Linked DNA regions of Zea mays: region 2 is linked to region 1. The links are chromatin contacts, called in public Hi-C maps. All regions are on one chromosome and are shown on one strand. Each heading gives the region's core, a stretch centred on a gene start, on an enhancer-like site or on the middle of the called end of the contact. The rest is flanking DNA. Distances are from core to core; before and after follow the strand shown.

What was found. A called contact is a pair of places that touch in the nucleus more often than the background predicts.
Region 2: a Hi-C map of tassel shows a contact between it and region 1, with 1.8 times the contacts expected there. The contact joins the enhancer-like site here to the promoter of LOC100284719 in region 1. A contact is called at or near these places in 3 of 25 Hi-C or Micro-C datasets (bundle sheath, leaf and tassel).

Annotation. Positions count from the first base shown.
Region 1 is chr2:11,561,851-11,565,254 of Zm-B73-REFERENCE-NAM-5.0, reverse strand. It overlaps LOC100284719, which reads right to left and starts at 1,682. Exons shown (of 3, transcript NM_001413066.1): 1 at 1,217-1,682; 2 at 1-906. The coding sequence starts at 823.
Region 2 is chr2:11,792,257-11,795,660 of Zm-B73-REFERENCE-NAM-5.0, reverse strand. No RefSeq gene overlaps it. Among protein-coding and RNA genes, the nearest start is that of LOC115032953, 7.0 kb to the left of the region's middle. Within about 2 kb of position 1,755, at least 17 of the 20 cell types and tissues checked have an H3K27ac peak or open chromatin away from gene starts, as enhancers often do. A contact at or near this core is called in bundle sheath, leaf and tassel, where this site is marked.

The DNA.
Region 1 (3,404 bases), core at 433-2,932:
TGATAGATTTATCACCAGATATCAAGAGGTTATCTGACTTAAGATCCCTATGAATGAAGCCAAGACCATGAACATACGCCATCCCCCTTGCAACATCCAGTGCTTGCTTAACCGCCAGTTTTAGTGGAACTGACCTATTCTGCCTCTTTGCCAGAAACTGCCTAACTGATCCGCCCTTGGCATACTCCGTAACAATGCACCAAACCACTGGCTTCCTGCATGCTCCAATAAATTTAACAATATTCTGGTGCCTCAAGGTTGCAAGCATCATAACTTCTTGCACAAACTGCTGTTCCATTAACCCGGCTCTCTCCGGATCTGCCTCTGGCCTCTCCAAAAGCTTAATGGCAACATCCTCACCGTTGTAGGTACCCCTGTAGAGCTTTCCAAAGGCGCCCTGTGCAAAGGGCATTCCCATGTGGAGCTTAGCTAAATCAATCGTCCACTCCTCATAATCCTTGAGTGTCTCAGTCGGGTACCTTGGGTCCATCAACGCCTGTGCCAGCGCATCGTCGCTCAAGGCGTGAGACACCCGTCCATGACGGAAAATGCTGTGCCCGCCGACCGAGTAATTGCCAACGACAGGTCCCTTGAGGCCAGGGTGATTGAGCATCCTAGTATGGGAGTCACAGGACCCTACGCTGCTGTTGTCCACAGACATTGCAATGGAGCCACCATGTGTGCTGGTCTGCATGCTATTAAGGTTGTCTACCGACATGTTTGAGCCCTCACCGAGCTTCCGGTAGTATGCCATGTCGCAGAAATCCCCACCATTGTCATGGCCTCCAATCATGCCAGCGAAATTGGGGCCTTCCGCCATCATACAGCGACCAAATGCCCCCCTTCTCTCTGCAATTCACCTGTCGCACTGTTATGTTATCTACCGCTTGGACGAAGAGAGGCAACCTGCACAGCAAGAGTGCGTCAGAATTAAGAGCTAAATTCTAGGAACTGCAAGCAGCTGTAACACGAAAGCTGCACGCTCTCCAACAAATCATCAAGCCCCGGTCCGCCCCAGAGAAACAAAGGGGGAAAACGAAAAAAAAAAAAAACGCGCAAAATCGGACCATCTTTCTTCGCCAGAGGAACCTAGAAACCAAATCAATCGCAAGGTACCAACCAAAAACCTACACCAGAACCCTACCCGGATCAAATCCCAAGCTCAGGCCGCTTCCAGAAACTGAATCAAGCTCAGACGCGGCCCAAGAAATTGCACCTCGCGAAGCCCACGGTTTCCGGCGTTTCGGGGGTCGATCGGAGCGAGGCGGCGCGGCGGCGGAGATGAAGCCTGGGGCCGTGCCGGGAGTCGGCGGCGCGGGCGGAGTCAGAGCGGGGAGACGGGTGCGATGACCAGAGGAAAGGGGGAGGGAGAGAGAACGCCTCTGGACGGGAGGACCAGACGGACGAGAGAGGGGAGACCAGACGAGTCACTACTCACGACTCACGAGTCACGAGTGGAGGCGCCTCTCTCTTTTCTCTCTCCTGGTATGGTGGTGGTGGTGGTGGGTTAGCCAGGGTGAGCTGGTTAATTGCGGTGTTTTTTAAACTTGTTCTCTCCTAGTCTGCTTGCTGCCTTTGTGCTCCCTTCCTTGGAGAAAAATTCTGAACGGTCCTGCCGTAGAGGGGTTGAGCTGCGGCACCTCTCCTCTCCGGATTGAAAACGCGTGGTACGGAACGGAAGCGCATCTCACGACCAAGGGACATGTCTTTCTTGGATAGTTCGGTGACACCGCCGGCTTGCTTGCATCTCCCTACTTAGGCCTTTTCGTTTCCGTCGGATTGCACCCGGAATCGTTCCAGCTAATCAAAGTTTATATAAATTAGAGAAGTAATCCGGTCAGGAATCGTTCCGACCCACCAATCCGACAGAAACGAACAAACCCTTAATGTATCGTCTTCTATTTTGGGAGACAGCTGCCTGACGCGCGAGTGCGAACTTGGCGTTGAAGTCCGGCTCACTCTCCTTCAGGCAAGCCGTAGTTGAAGGAGGGAGCGCGCGCAGCGGCGCACAAGTCTGAGATGTTGCCGACCTGCCGTCGCGTGTGCCACAACGTGGTGGCGGAGGCCATCGCCCCGTGGTACGCATTCGCGCCCACGTCTCCATCCTCGTCGCACTCCTCCATCGCCGGCAGCCTCCCTGACGAGCAAGCCGGCGTAGAACGGAGCTGAGCCAACCGAAGGAATCGAGTATAGCGATCTCGCTGAGCTATCCAGGAGCGATGTGTTCCTTGGCCGTAGGATGCACTTTCGTGCCACGTGTCTTCAATCCAGAGAGGTGTCGCAGCCCAACCCATATATCGCACGCCGGAGCGCACAGCGACAACGACAGTGGACTTGGTTGGTCTGCTTGCGCACGGAAGGATGGAGACCAGCTATAGTTGGAGATATAAAAAATATGGTCAATTTTTTGTATTTTGGTCTTTTTCGAAAAAAAATTAAGTTTAGACCCTTGAACGACTTATTTTTGTGTTTGAGTCGTTTGTTCGTTGCCATAGGTAGTGGCGCCGAGGTATCTGACCTGCTGACACGCGAGGGCTGACGCGGCGCCGACGTGACACTTAGCTTGGCGCCACATATCTCATGGATAGGTGTGATAGAGTTGCTCTAAGGCTGTTTCCAATAGTTTAAGTTTACACATATGATCACCTAAAAATATTGTTTTACGATTGTCGGGTACCATAATTAGGGGTACCCCCAACACTCCTAATCACGGCTGGTAAACACCCTCAGACTAACTGACGTGCGCGGTTCAAGCCAAGACTTCGTCTACCCAAGGGACGCGACCTCGCCCGAGCCCAGCCTCGGGCTGGAGCAGTAGTCCCAGACGAGTTCACGCCTCGCCCGAGGGCCTCCTCAGGCAGCGGGCGCCTCCTCGGCTCTCCCGAAGCCCGGCTCGGGCAGGCTTCGTTGTGAAGCAACCTTGGCCGGACCGCCTCACCAACCGACCGCTTCGCAGGCGCATTCAATGCAGGGGACGCCTGACGCCGTATCCTGACACACGCGCCTCAGTCGGCCAGGCCGAAGTGACCGCAGTCACTTCACCCCTCTCTTTTTCTGTCCGATATGACGGGAAAACAGCGCCACCCGCCCCGCTCCGACTGCCGTGCCAACCACCCAGGCGAAGACTGACAACAAGTCACGATCAACCACCGAGTTCGGCCTCGGGCGCAACAGGAAGCTCCGCCTCGTCCAACCTCAGGCTCCAACCTCGAGAGGAGGTCTCCGCCTAGTCCGACCCCCGGACTCGGCCTCGACCTCGGCCTCGGGAGGAATCACGTCCTCGCCCGACCCCGGTCTCGGCCTCAAGAGAAGTCTCCGCCTCGCCCGACCTCAGGCTCAGGCCTCAGGAGGAGGTCTCCGCCTCGCCCGACCCCCGGACTCGGCCTCGACCTCGGTCTCGGGAG
Region 2 (3,404 bases), core at 506-3,005, 230 kb before region 1:
TTTGACGAGCGAGGGCCTACAAAATCGATAGAGGAATGGAAAGGTGATACTGCTGTCGCTGTCAGCGGCCGTCGTTATTCGGTCATTATTCTAGGATCAAACCACTACTGGTGGCATGCACCGTGCAAATTGGATATTTTCCGGTCCCCTACTACCGATGACCCTTCCCAGATTTTGATGCCCTCCGTATCTCCACTGGATTGCGTGTGGCAGCCGGTCTGCCGAAAAGCTAAAAAGTGATTGGTGTCATGGTGTGCAACCTCGCACGGTGATCTTTCTTCCAATGCGAAAGAGAACAGACAACTAGGCAATTAGGGCATGTATAGTAGAGAGACATCAAAACGGTTCTCCAAGTACAAGAGATAATTAAGAGACTCTATTATACAATGGAGTGTCTATAAATATAGTCTATTAATAAATACAGAATTAAATGCATTTGTACAGTATCAGATCGATAGAACAGACGATAAATTCGTACAGTGGGAAGTGAGGCGTCTGTTGCTACTTGGTTTACGAGCCAGAAGCGTCTCTTCACGGAGAGACGGTTCTAAGATTTTTTTGCAAATACCCCCTAAAACACCTTAAGAGCCTCTACATTAAACATCGCTATACATGGCCTTAGTAGACCGTACCTAGCTAGCTAGATGAGACTGACTGCAAGAGTGCACTCTACGCCCTCCCTCCCCTATTACTATTCATGTGCTAGGGGCAACAGTTGCCCTCTACCACTTGCAACGGTCAGCTCTACCGAGCCCCCTAGCACGCGGTCTCCTTCTCTCTCCCCCTCAATCCAGGGGTTCACCGTTCATCCCCTACGACACTGTGTTGTGGATCCACGAGTAATTGTTAGTAGATAAAAAATTGATAGTAGATATAGGAAATGATATTTTATAGTTGTAGTGGGATATAGAGGGAGTATTTAGGGGGAACCGCTGCGGGAGATGAAAAAATAGGGGGTGAAATGTTGATGATGTGACGCAAAAAAGTGATATAGGGGGAAAAATTTAGAGGGAACCGCTGCTGATAGCCTGAGTCACCCTCCCGCTGGCAAAACAGATGCCTGCTCTGCTTGATGCACAAGCACAACTGGCAGCTCGTACAAAATGGAGTGGCCGGCCGGGGTGTGGTTAGTGCAGCATGAAAATTGATGCACAAGGTATAAGATTGAGACATTTGTTGACAAATTAAACAGGTAATTCCTAGATTAAAAGAAGAACAGAAATCATGACACTCAAATTTAAATGCTAGTGTATATATGAGCAATGTTGTATGCTAGATTAAACAGCACGTACGAACACAAAAACAATGTGGACATTACTCGTACGTACTCTCGTATACTAGTTAGATTAAATAGCATGAACAACAATATTATATCACGGGGTGTGTAATTTTTTTAAGATTAGCTAAACTTTATGCATCACTTTAAACCTTCTTTTTTGAGCCTCAAGAGCTAAAATTCTAAATATTTAACCACGAAACTTGGGACTGTATGAGCTCTCCAAACAGGACCTTAATCTGAGTCAAGTAAGTTTCACAGTAATCTCCTTCTTCGTGTAAAAGAAATGAGAAAGAGTTGGCAGGATAGCTGGGTTGGGATGCCTGGACCCGTGGACCGACCTGGTTTTGGCACTACCAGGTCGGCAATTTCTGTTGCCTTTTTCGGGAATTGGATTCTTGCCATGCCATCCCATCCACACCAGCTAGTAACCCTTGTTTGGACGCGACGCGTGTTGACCTTCACATGGCCATGTCTGGACTCAATGGACGATGGGGATGGCCTTTGCATATTATTGGTGGCATTCATGTGGCCATGTCTGGACTCAGCTCGATCGACACGTCCAGAGCTCTGCGCTGCGGACTGGTTCTGTCGTGTCCATGCATGTACAACTGAAATGCTTAGTAGCGGTGATCTGTACGTATTTTATGACCGTCTCTGTTAATAAAACATATGCATGTAGCGGTGATTCTAGCTTACATGTAGCTGCTGTTAATAAAACATGTAGCTGCTGTTCCTCTCCGTTCCGTTCCATTTCCAAATCGCATTGCTTGTTTGCTGTGTGTGCCAGCCAGCTATCGGCTCTTAATAAATTATATTATCTTCAGTTCTCTGTTGCATTGCAAGGTCGACGTGGCCTTGTCGGGTGACTCGTTTTGTTTAAGCGATCCATGTGTGGCATCTAATCGTTGACGCTGTTCTTTCCAGATTCCGGGTAGATCGTGTCGTGTGTGTGTGTGTTTGTTTTTTTTTTCTCCCTGAAGAAGGATAAGGACGACGGACGAGAAACAGACGATGGATCGGATCGACCACGCGCGCGCACGGTGCACATGCAAAGCTAGCTAGCTAGGAGTAGTAGGATTAATCTGGATCCTCGACCATCGAGTGCGCCACGACCGTGTGCTTTCAATTTTCATTTGTCCACTCCTGATGAGCACGCGACTGCTGGTGGGTCGATTTTTTTTTTTTGTAATTTCGTTTTTTCGAAAAAAAAATTCACGTTTATACTTGTGGACGACTTAATGTTATTTTAGACCCGTCCGAATTGAAGCCAGCGGCCAGCCTACATGGACCACTTTTTGTTGCCCTGAACGTGAAATCGCAGCCCAAACGTGGCCCAAGCCGCAACCGTAATTAGAAGCCGAAAATATCGAGCCATCTCTGCTTATGCCACCACTCACCAAGCAACAGTTCTGGCTCGCGAGCTAGATGGAAAATACTACAATAGTCCATATGAAAATATATATAGATATTGATCTTTAAGACGTGATTCAAATACAATGGTAAAATGTTTTTTTGTTGTTGTTGCAAAAGCCAAAACTCAGAACAACAGCAGGTTGCATAAATAAAGTCAAACCAAGTAGTTTTGCGGCAACATGATCCAAGCCAATAGTTTTTCGTAGATTGTCGGGCCATGCATGCATACCCCCCCCCCCCCCCCCCCCCCCCCCCCCCCCCCCCCCCCCGTGGTACAGCAGAGCCAGGTTCCTCGGCTCCGCATCCTCATTATGTGAGCTGCAGGCGGCGGCCCACGAAGACAAAAAAGAGTATTTCAAGAGGGGCCGGGCATGCCTTTTGACAATGCACGCTCAAGATTTGAGAAGCTAGAAGCGAGACCGAGATGTGTGTCTAGATTTTATGCATTTTTCTCACTAGACTTCGTGGAATAGTGTCATCTATGGGTAGAGCTTTCAAGAGTTGATATTGAGTTTATCAAAGGCATTCTTATTTCTTATATATAATGTTGATATCACTACCTCCATCCATATGGACCCTCGTTATTCTAATGTTCTTAGTCACCGGCCTAACTACCAGAAGAAATCAACCGACCTCAACAACATGGTCAGGATGGTCACTCCTATCGAAGGTTATGACTCTATCAGACCATCATAAGTATACGTGATTGGTA